Regions from separate parts of the Arabidopsis thaliana genome. Here region 2 is linked to region 1. A link is a contact called in public targeted proximity ligation data. All regions are on one chromosome and are shown on one strand. The core of a region is the stretch at or near the end of the contact, and the rest is flanking DNA. Distances in the headings are between cores, read along the strand shown.

Evidence for each region.
Region 2: a contact with region 1 is called in a targeted proximity ligation map of shoot, with 10 read pairs. A contact is called at or near these places in 11 of 26 Hi-C or Micro-C datasets (callus, leaf, root and 2 more), 1 of 2 datasets of targeted methods (shoot) and 3 of 3 other capture datasets (root, seedling and shoot).

The regions. Positions count from the first base shown.
Region 1 is chr1:17,517,134-17,523,118 of TAIR10.1, reverse strand. It overlaps AT1G47640 (seven transmembrane domain protein), which reads left to right and starts at 2,990. Exons shown (of 6, transcript NM_103657.6): 1 at 2,990-3,197; 2 at 3,429-3,498; 3 at 3,600-3,659; 4 at 3,880-3,994; 5 at 4,262-4,377; 6 at 4,462-5,072. The coding sequence starts at 3,121. The coding sequence ends at 4,710. It also overlaps the pseudogene CYP96A7 and the pseudogene AT1G47650.
Region 2 is chr1:17,560,578-17,566,562 of TAIR10.1, reverse strand. OSB1 (Primosome PriB/single-strand DNA-binding protein) reads left to right here and starts at 3,629. Exons shown (of 4, transcript NM_103665.3): 1 at 3,629-3,993; 2 at 4,166-4,310; 3 at 4,466-4,553; 4 at 4,787-5,277. The coding sequence starts at 3,704. The coding sequence ends at 5,049. AT1G47730 (F-box and associated interaction domains-containing protein) reads left to right here and starts at 1,457. Exons shown (of 1, transcript NM_103666.1): 1 at 1,457-2,632. The coding sequence starts at 1,457. The coding sequence ends at 2,632. AT1G47740 (PPPDE putative thiol peptidase family protein) reads right to left here and starts at 52. Exons shown (of 5, transcript NM_103667.3): 1 at 1-52.

The sequences.
Region 1 (5,985 bases), core at 1,741-4,240:
AAATACCTCCTCATGAAAAACAACATTCCTTGAGATAAACACAGTGTGACTCTCCAAATCCATTAACTTGTACCCCTTGTAACCAGCAGGATATCCCAAAAACACACACGCTTTAGATCTCGGCTGAAACTTATGTCTTTTTTTGGCGAAGTAGAACTGTAACACAAACAACCAAAGGTTCGAAACTGCTCATAAACAGGAACTGTACCAGTGAGAATCTCATATGGAGTCTTGTTTGATAAGAGCTGGGAAGGTGTCCTGTTGATAAGAAACACAGCCGTTAACACACAATCACCCCAAAGAGAGAGTGGTACCTGAGATTGGAACATGAGAGCCCGAGAAACATTGAGTATGTGTTGATGTTTACGCTCAACCACTAAATTCTGCTCCGGTGTTTCAGGACAGGAATGAAACGAAACAATCCCTTTCTGCTGATATAAACTTGTGAATTTCAATTCTGGTGCATTATCTGATCTCACTGCCTTTACTCTCACTTTATACTGATTCTCAACTTGTTCAATGAAAGCAGGAAACACAGTAAGAACTTCTGACTTGTTTCTAAGCAAATAAATCCATGTAGCTCTGGAATGATCATCCACAATTGTCAAAAAATATTTATAGCCATCCACTGTCTCAACTGAAAAAGGACCCCAAATGTCAATGTGTAACAAATCAAAGATTTCATTACAAACTTTATTCTGAGAAGGGAAGGGTAACTTTCTCTGTTTAGCTAAATGACAAACATGACAATAATCTGAGCCTTTATTCTTAGGCTTAGTAGTCCCCAAAGAGTCTGAAATAACATCCAATCTCTGTAGAGAAGCATGACCAAGTCTTCGATGCCACATACTGATATCAACCACTGCATTCACTGAGACAATAGGATCTTCAATATCCAGCACATATAGATTCGCAATTCTCCTACCTTGACCAAGCATCCGAGCCTTGATAGGATCCTGAATTTCACAAGAAGTCTTATCAAATATTACTCGTGAACCAATGTCATCAGTCAGAGAACTTATACTGATTAGATTCAGGCGAAACTCAGGAATGAATAAGATATTCTTGAGAAGAATGTCATCATTAAGTCGCAATGTACCAACACCACTGATTCTTACAGTAGGACCAGCTGGTAAATTCACTGCACTCACAACAGAAGTATCCAAATTCAAGAAAAGACTCTTATCATGAGATACATGATGTATTGCTCCTGAATCTATCACCTGAGACTTGTCACCACCTTTGCCTTTAGGAGTAAAACCAAGAGGGAATCCATGCTTTTTATAGCATCTTTCTGCAATATGTCCAACCCTATTACAGAAAGAACAAATCGGTCTGCCCTTGTTTGGACCACTCTGAACATAGCATATTCACATCATTGTTAGTAGCCATCATTGCCTCAGAGACCTGAAAAGCAGCCGGTGGAGCAACCACATTGGAAAAACCTTGTTGACTGTTGTCTTGATCCAGAATGTGATACACCTCTGCTAAACTTGGGAGTGCTTTCTTAGCAATGATCTGTCTGCGAATGATAGCATAAGAATCATTCAAACCAGCTAACAATTTCACTATCTTAGCTTGCTCTGCCTTCTGTTGCAAACGCATAGCCTTACCACAAATACAGGGATCATCTAGTTCCTCTGTACTTTCTAATTGATCCCACAATGTCTTGAGGCGAGTATAGTACTCAGACAAAGACAATGTACCTTGGCGAAAATCCTGGATCTCTTGAGTAAGATTATATGTGCGTGGGAGATTAGTCACATTGAAACGACTGTGAAGATCACGCCATATATCAGAAGCATCATTCATACGGAGAATGCTCCTATAGATCTGAGGAGATACAGAATTCAATAACCAAGACTTCACCATGCTTTTGCATCTAGACCAAAGACGAAAATTCTTATCCGATTCCAACGGACGAGGGAGAGTTCCATCAATAAATCCAGATTTATTCTTAGCATCTAAGGAGATAAGCATAGCAACATTCCAATCACCATAGTTTGTTTCATCAAGACGATGAGATATGATATTCAAACCTGGATGATCTGCACTATGCAAGAAGAAGGGAGACTGAGTCGGATCAACGGATTCCGGTGGTGCGATGACTCGCGAAGCTCCAGAAACGTTGGATTTGTGAACTGGAGGAGAGATCGGAGGAGATTCATCAACACCGGTGGATCGCGATGATTTTCGAGCTGCAGAACTTGTACCGGACTTCGATCGAGTGGATTTCCGAGTAACTCTAGCTGTCACCATTGTATCTGGAGCGAGAACAACGAAGAAGACGAACTTGAGCTGAGAATGAAGAAATCAGATCGAAAACAATGGAGTTTTGAGCTTGGAAGGCTTTGATACCATATTAGCGGAATAGAGATGAGAGAAAAGTTTGTTGAAGATATTATGAAGGCTTTTCTCATTAATTGTAAAATGATTCTGTACAAATGTCTTATATACTTTACACTATACAATGGTTCTACTAAACCAACTTATATCAACTAAACCAATATACATATCTGATATGAATAAATCGATGACATAACAACGATTTTTGTTTTTGGGTAACTCTTTCAAAACACTGCATAAACAAAAAAAAAACTATTATATGCATTAAGTAGTCCAAAAAAATACGTATAAAACATATCATTGTGAAACATGATTAGATTTTTTAGGTGTTAAGTAGTGAATAACATAAACTTTGAATAATAAAATTTGAATTACTCAAAAAAAATTCAATAGATAAATCAAAATACATTATTCTTGAAAACCATAATAATCAAAAAATGAAAATATATGTAATTTCAATCTCCTTTAATAAATTTCAGATGACAATAAAAAATAAGTCACTAAATTCAGTTCATTTTACAACAAAGATAACTCTCATTTTGGTGCAACAATATGAAAACTAGCTCTCAAGAAATTGAACAAAAACTTTTACGGCCCAATAACGACCCAAATCAAAACCCACTAAGAGTTTTGTTGATTCCATCAGAGTTTCAGACTTTCAGAGATCAGAAACCTCTTCTTCTTCTTCAATTTCACAGCTTCACGTCGTCGTCTTTGAGTCGCCGGAGCTGTAGCTACTGATTTGGTACCAGAAAGAGAGTGCGACGGTGGACGATGACGCTTTTTCACTTCTTCAACTGTGCGATTCTCACATTCGGTCCTCACGCGGTCTACTACTCCGCCACTCCCTTGTATGAACAAATCCTCTTTTCTCGATCTGTAATATCTGTTAGTTTACTCATACCTAATCTAAGATTGTACTTAGATCTTCTTTCGCTTCATGATCTAGAATCTTAAGGCTTATTAGTATGCGCTTTAACGCCACTTAGTTGTTGAGAATTTCCCAAAATTGAATCTGTGAATTGATATTGTTTCTTCACGGAATTAGAATTGATGTTTGTAATCGGAATATGAATCTGCAGATCTGAATATGATACACTTGGAACCTCCGTGAAAGCTGCTGTTGTTTACCTTGCTACTGCATTGGTTAAGGTTAGTCAACTGTAAAAATCTTAGTGCAAATCTTTCTTTCGATTGATTGTATCTTCTGAATCGCTTTTAGCTAAGCTTATTGATTGTTATTTTCATGGCAGCTTGTTTGTTTGGCGACTTTTCTGCAAGTGTCTGAGACTGAAGTGTTTGACCCATACCAGGTATGTACTTGAAGCTAAGATCAACACTCACACTTGTTTTTATGAGTCTTTCGTTTACTTCTCTATCTGAGAGGTGATCAAGTTGTCGTATTTACTACTACTCTTAAGGAAAATGAAATTGACATACAATGTTAAACCATCAGATTCTATTATTGTTAAGCTTGTTTTGTTATGCTACAATCTAGATGACTAAGTATGCGTACGATCTCCCTTGTATCAGGAAGCATTGAAAGCGATGATTGGATTCATAGATGTCGCTGGTCTGTATTATGCTCTGGCCCAGCTGACTCACAGGAACATCTCCCAAAACCATAAGTTTCAGGCTGTTGGTCTCGGTAAGTGAATCACTACTGCTACAAAATATTGTTACCTTTGGCTGTGACATTCTAATTTCATGTTACATATCGATGATATGATAGTGGAATTGCGTTTAGCGGGTTTGTCAAAAAAAAAGTCCTTTTCATGGTTCCTGGAGAAGTTTCCATGACTAATTACCATTGTAGCTTCCAACCATTTCTAGACTTCCCTCAATGATTCTTTGCGTCACGGAATATATATATATATCAAATGTGATTTGAGAGATTTGTTCTTTTTTGTTTCAGGGTGGGCATTCGCGGATTCTGTTTTGCACAGGTTGGCACCTCTCTGGGTTGGTGCTCGAGGACTGGAGTTCACTTGGGATTATGTTTTGCAAGGGCTTGAAGCCAATGCAAATCTGGTACTGTATATACCAGTTCTTACTTCTAGAAAGATCCACCTGTAATTGTTTCTCACTTCCATATAACGTTTGTGTCAAACTCAGGTGTTCACGATATCTCTAGCTGCACTAGGTTCATTAATGTGGCTACGCAAGAACAAGCCGAAGAGTCTGATCCCCATCATATACACATGTGCAGTCATCATTGCGACAATGCCTTCGATCACAAGCTATCTAAAGAGAGTCAATGGATGGCATTTCCCGAAAATTGTTGGGTTTGAGCTGGCGACTTCTCTGGTAATGGCTTTTATCAGTTGTCAACTCTTCATCCTCTGTCAGAGACCGTCTTTGTGAGTGATTCCACTTCCCAGCAGAGCTTTTTGTTAATGGGAAACTCTTGCGACGCACTTGCCTTGTTTTCTGCAGGACTCGGTTCCATGGAAACTTTGATCTTTCCCATCTTTATTTGTAGAAGAATATTGAACCATCCTTTCATAACTTATTGATTTGGGAAGTGTCATTCGTTAAAGCATAGACTTAGAATCATAATAACTAAGAGATGTTTATCTTGAAATTATCTTACAAATCTATCACCAAATTGTGATATAAAGCATTACTTTGCAGTGTGTTACCATAAATGAGAATCATGTGCTCCTAGATTATAGGAGACGGTAACCATTAACCTTCAACAAAAATCATTAAATGTTCTAAGATTCATCTGGTTATTATAATACAAAAATGACTTTTAAAAACATATCTTTAGTGTGGATCTAGATCTAGAGATGCCTCCATCTCTGGGAATTCAATGTAATGTAACAATAGACTTTTAAATTTTCCCAGTTGACGTGTGATTGTGTGTATAAAATCGAGTTCCTTCATCTTCTCCTTGTACACAAAATAACCATCTCTCTAATGGCTTCAATAGGGCTATATGAAGCATTCATAGGTTTCCTCTGCTTTCTCATCTCCTTTTACTTCCTTGTCAAGAAACCTTTCAGGTACTTACTCATCAAGAAAACTCATCAAAGCTACCCTTGGAACTGGCCGGTTCTTGGAATGCTTCCCGGTATTCTCTTGAGGCTCCAGCGCATCTATGACTACAGCGTCGAGTTCCTCGAGAACTCCAACATGACGTTTCAATTCAAGGGCCCATGGTTCGTTGGAATGGATATATTAGCCACGGCTGATCCAACAAATATTCATTATATAATGAGCTCAAACTTCTCAAATTACATCAAAGGTCCTATATTCCACGAAATTTTTGAAGCTTTTGGAGATGGGATCATTAATACGGACGCGGAGCTATGGAGGGATTGGAGGAACGCATCTCAGCTTATATTTAATCATCAAAGGTACCAAAACTTCTCAGCAAGTACCACGAAAAGTAAAGTCAATGATGGGCTTGTACCTCTTTTCAATTGTGGACTTGCAAGATGTGTTCCAGAGATTCATGTTCGATATAACCTTCATTTTCCTAACCGGGACCGATCCTAGAAGTCTCTCCATTGAAATGCCAGAGATTGAGTTTGCCAAAGCTCTTGATGATGTGGGAGATGTGATTGTGTATAGGCATATTACACCAAGGTTCGTGTGGAAGTTACAAAAATGGATTGGAATCGGAACAGAGAA
Region 2 (5,985 bases), core at 2,380-4,879, 43 kb before region 1:
TTGCATGTTTTGTTTTTGTTTGTATTTTATCGTCTCTTACTCTGGTAACAGTACCAAAAAGGCTTTTGGGATGGTTAAAATTGTGTTTCGCTACAAAACGCTTTTAAATCAGTTTTTGTATTATTCTCTATTGATATGGTTATATGGGTGTATTCTCTTCGAGTTTGGATAGAGTATTTTGGATTATGAGATTTTGATACACAGCATTGATATACTATTCGCGTATTTTAAAATTTTGATGTTGGTTCAATTAGTTGATTGGAGAGATCTAAAACCATTATTTTTTGGGAATATTTTGATTTCTGACGTCTTTGAATTCTTTTTTTTTCTAACAGAGCATACTTTATGTAAAAGAATCAAGATAAGAAATTCCTTTAGCGCAACTTTTTACTCTAATAAATAATAATTTTTGATTTGGAAGAACGATAATTTTAGGACCTCCTCACTCTCCATTTATGAATCTGATATAACTGTTTGAAGTAGTATATATGGTACAACTGATATTTTTGAAATAACAACTAATATTTTCTTTTCAGGAGAATGAGCAACCTTCCAATAAACATATATTTTGATTATGATGGATATTATTCAAAAACCGGAGATGCATATCAATGAAATTCAAAAATAGTTGGTTTGTATGGTATATCGTTTAGGACATCATCAATAGAGGAGATAACTTACTCGCGGTTAGTGGATAAGATACTCATGAAGATTAAGATAAATGAATCTACGACAATCATTCCTCTTTTTTTATCTTTCCTAAATTAAAAAAAAAAAGTGATTTAAGAATATTTAGAGATAAGAGTTAGAACATTTAAGATTGAAAGTGTGTGGGTTATTATTTAAAAATTAAATATCAAAAGTAAAACTAGACACAATAAGATAGAGCGTGTGTATAACTAAAATGTTTTGTTATTATTCATTAATGACGTGTATAAAATTAATATCCAGTTTATTATCATGAAATGAATAGTTAAATTATATTGCAAAATAGAATGTGTTAAATTTGAATTTTTGTTCAAAAATTCTTTATATTAAATGAAAGAAAAAATGTAGATTACTATTACAATTCAAATATTATTAAAAAAATCTATTTATTTCTCACACCAGTATAAATTTTGTATATTATTAAATATCACTAGATTAGTTTAGTTGGTTTAGTGCTTTATGTATAGTTTTGTTATCAACTCTGGTTAAGAGTCTTGGTATTTTAAGTCTTTCTTTGTACATCTTTTACGATTAAATTTAGTGGGAAAACAGTCGATTTCCCTCCAAGAAGTATTGACATCACGTCAGATAGAGCCTATTTTTTTTTATCTCGGTCTAGATGTTTAGGAAATGGAAGTTTAACACCTATAAGCATTTTTTCCTTTTCCAATTTAGTGGAAAAGGAAAAAGTTGAGACATATAAGCATAAATCGTGGAAAGGAAGTACCGACTTAGGGTTTTCTCCAAGATGGAGCAAAGAGAAGAGAAGACCGAAAATATCCAGAGAAAAAGAAGCAGAGGAAAATCTTCATCATCATCCTTACCTCTCGATCTAACCTCGGAGATATTCTCAAGGCTGCCTGCGAAGTCTGTCGTGAGGTTTCGTTGTGTTTCAAAGCTTTGGTCATCAATCACCACCGCTCCATATTTCACCAACTCCTTTGAAACTCGGCCGAATCTCATGTTCTTTTTCAAAGAAGGTGACAAGTTCTTTGTTTTCACGATTCCTCAACACAATCAGAATCCGAACGAGTCTTATTCTTATTCTTCTTCTGAGATTATTGATAGTTACCATACAACCTATCCAAAACGTTGTTGCGTCACCACTTTAACCGAGTCGGTCCACGGCTTGATCTGCTTTCGAAAAGCAGCAACCCCTATAATTTGGAACCCTACTATGAGAAAGTTCAAACCTTTACGCAAGCTGGATGAGAGGTGGAAGAATATAAAAGTCTCTTTAGGGTACGATCCAGTTGATGGTAAACACAAAGTAGTGTGCATGCCGTATGGTAATGCTTTTTATGAGTGTCGGGTGTTAACATTGGGATCAGATCAAGAATGGAGAACTGTTAAAACCAACCACAAAAATAGCCCTTTTACATTCCATGGTGGAGTTTGTTATAGACAATCCAGATGCATCAACGGTGTTATATATTATCGAGCTGATACTAATTCTGGTCGGGTGATATTGAGTTTCGATGTAAGATCTGAACGGTTCGATGTGATAGAATTACCATGGGATGAGAATTTTGGGCTTGTGATGATGATGTCTTATAAAGGAAGGTTAGCTTGTCTTGGTTTCAATCATGAGAAGAATAGTCGTTCAATGTGGGTTTTGGAGAATGTAGAGCAGCGCGAATGGTCGTGTCATACCTATTTACCTATTTCTCATTATGAGCCGGGTTTGGAGAACTATTTCAATCTAACAGGTATCACTAATGATGGTGAACTGATTTACGTACCAAACACTGTGCTCGAACGTTTTCATGTTATATATTTTGATGCAATAAGAGAGACGTTTAGAAGAGTCATATACAAAGGAGTTGCAGATAAAGGTTTTCGACTACGCAATGGACTTGAAGACAAACCTATACGTAGACTCCACTTTTTCCCCAATCACATTGAAACTCTCATGTCTTTGTAATGGACTTTGAAATTCCTTTTCTTGGTTTTCTTCTTATTTTTTTAGTGTACAGTTTTATTAGGCAACTTTATTATTTTACTAGATAATGCCCGCCTATTTAGGCGGGTGTAAGATATAAATTTATTCAAATATTTATCGATAATATTTAAAATTTGAATAGTAAATAGTGATCCACACACTTTTCTAATATTTAATTTAGTAATTTTTGAATTAAATAAAATTTCAACCATACACATTCAATTTTACTATACATTTTAACTATCTCTTTCATCATAATAAACTGCTTTTTAATTCTATACACTCCAACTTATTGATGATATTTGAATTTTAAATAGTAACTCATATTTTTCAGTATTTAATTTAGTATTTCCTTAAACTAAATTTCAATCTTACAAATTCGATTTTACAATACAATTTAAATATCTTTTTTATCATAATACAATACAATTTAATTCGATTGTATACAATTCAAATACAATCCAATTTTTCAATACAAATACAATTTAATTCTATACCCTTCATCTTATTGTTAGTTTTCCTTTTTAATTAAAAGAAGTTATAAGTTAAATTTTTTAGATATAGAAATATAAATTAGTATATGTAAATATGTTTATTTCTTTTTTTTAAAGAAACTTTTTTTTGACATATATCAACATGTCAATGATATACTTGACACGTGTCATGATCTCGTGAGTTAGTAACTTTCAAAACCGTGTACTTTATATAATAAGATATCACATGTTGTTTTTTTCTTGTTTTTTTTTTCAATATAATCATATGTTGTTTTCATTATCAAAGTTCTTTTGTGATCTATATAATGGATTTTGTTACTTTACAAACTCAACATCTCCAAGAGGTTTTGGAATGGTTCGACGATCACTCTTACAATCAATTCTAGATCCAAATCGAATGGGCCTAAACCCATAATGGGCCTAGAATCAAATATTTCACTCAAAACCCAATAACAAGAAACCAGAGACCTCCTCTGTTTCCGAATGATCAAATCAGCAATTTAGAAACAAAAATGGCCGCCAACTTAAAAACCCTAAAAATCTCAAATTTCCCCAGTAGATGAACACGTTCTTCAAACTCGGAAGCTTAATCCAACGCACTGCTTCTCAAATCTCTTCTTCTTTCCCAAAATCTCGTTTCTTCTCCGATGGAGAAAGTGCTGTTTATCACCATGCGCGTTTGTTCAAGAAACCACTATCTACCAAGCTTAAATTCAATCTTGTGAACTCCGTGAGTCTTATGGGTTTCGTTGATCGATCTATTCAAGTCATGAACACCGGACCTGATAGGTTCGGTGTTTTCACTATTCTTAGAGTCAAAGACCCTCTCAATCCAAACCGGAGCTTTAGGTCAGGTTTGTTCGATTCTCATAGTCTGTTGCTTATTCGACGATTAGGGTTCTTGATTAACTGAGTCTTAATGTTGTTTGATTTCAATCTGTGCATAATCCTGTATTGTTCGTAAGCCTTGTGATTGTTAAAGTCTTAGTCTTTTGTTAATGTGTTGTATATTTAATGACAGGATATCACTTAGAATGTGGGACGCAATGGCACGGACTTGTATTGCGCATCTGAAGCTAAATGATCATATACTTGTCTCAGGCCGTCTTGAGTCTTACAGCAAGAGCTCCAGCGATGTATATAGTGGCTTAAATCTCGATTATCAGGTTCAAGTTCAAACTTAAACTCTATATTAGCAAAATGTCCCAGTTCTATTACCATCAGCTTCTTGTGTAGTCAAGAGTCGTTTATATATATGTTTTAAAGCAACTTCGTGTATCTGTGTGTAGCTAAGATTGACCAGGCTGGTAAATTATTGCAGGTTAAAGTGGCAGAAGTGAATTATGTGGCGGCTCCACCAAGTCACGTCTTAGATTCTCAGATATCCAAAAACCCAAAAACGAAAACAGGTTATTATCTCTTCTACGTATCATCGTCTCTATTGGTAGTGAATATGAATCCACGTTGATTAAAAGAACCTTGTACCAAGCTGAATTCACACTGAAACAGGTTTTATATCTTCTGGTTTTGTGTACTTAGGGTTTATAAAAAGTTTCATTCATTAGTTTTGAATGTTGTATACATTTTACAAGATAAGATGATAAATATTGCCTGCTACTTGTGTGCTTTGGTGTTTCCTTAGAGGATGATATTGAAGAATCCAAGAAAGATGAGATATACTTGTGGCAAGTCTTCTTTTCGAATCCATACGATTGGTGGGACAACAGGAGAAATAAGAAGAACCCAAAGCAACCCGACTTTAAGCATAAAGATACAGGTGAAGCTCTCTGGCTTTGCTCAGATTTACCGGACTGGATTACTAGACGACTTGAATTGTTCGACCAGAAAAACCGCTTTTACGATGAAGAAAAAACACGTCGTGACCGTCTTTCTGACTATATTTAGGACGAGATATTCTTGGGAAATTACAAGTATGTTGCATTCACTTCATGTTTATCATCTAGAGAATGAGAGTTAACCATCTTAAAAACCGTTTATGTATAGTAAAGGTTATGATTTTTGTGAACGTTGTATTACTATATACTATATAATTTTCTTAGTAGGTATATATAATTGTTTGAAGAATCCTTATTGCAGTTATTCACCCAGCTCGGTGGTCATTCATTGGTCAGTGTTTGCCCACCAGGGTTCGAATAGCATGCACCCAAAAGTTGATGATTCATCTTTCTTAAATTTGTGTGTGTGTGTCCATATACAGTGAAACCTCTATAAATTAATACTCGATGAAATGTATGAGACCAATTGAGGTATTCTAAAATACCTTTTTCCAATTATTTTATTATTGAAATTTATTTGTTAGCAAAAAGAAGTGTTATGTACACAAAAGAAACCAAGAATGATAAGATTATCTTGTTGCAAGTCTTCTTACAGTTTATTATAGTTTTTGCTACTCATATTGCAAAATCCATCGCTTGGTAAATAATTCTAAGATTATCCGGTTTATGTGGATACATATCAGTTTTGATTTAATTTTTTTCAACATAATCAAGAGAGACCCACAAGAGAACTCCAAATTTTCACCGTTGGAGATGCTCTAAGATGACAGATGAAAAAAACAAAAAAAAAAAGTATAAGAGAACTCTGATTAGCAGAAAAGTCCATATTTATGCAAGTATTTTTTTAATTTAAAACTTTATAGGATCAATATGTCTATATTTGTTACAAATAATATAAGTTATCCGTTTTATGTGGATACATATCAGATGAAACAGCGATGACTGCAGCTATTCATCCGGTTTGGTGGTTGGTCATTCATGGTTCAGTGGTTATCCATCAGGGATCGAATAGCAATGCATGCAAATCGAAACCTCTGTCTTGTTC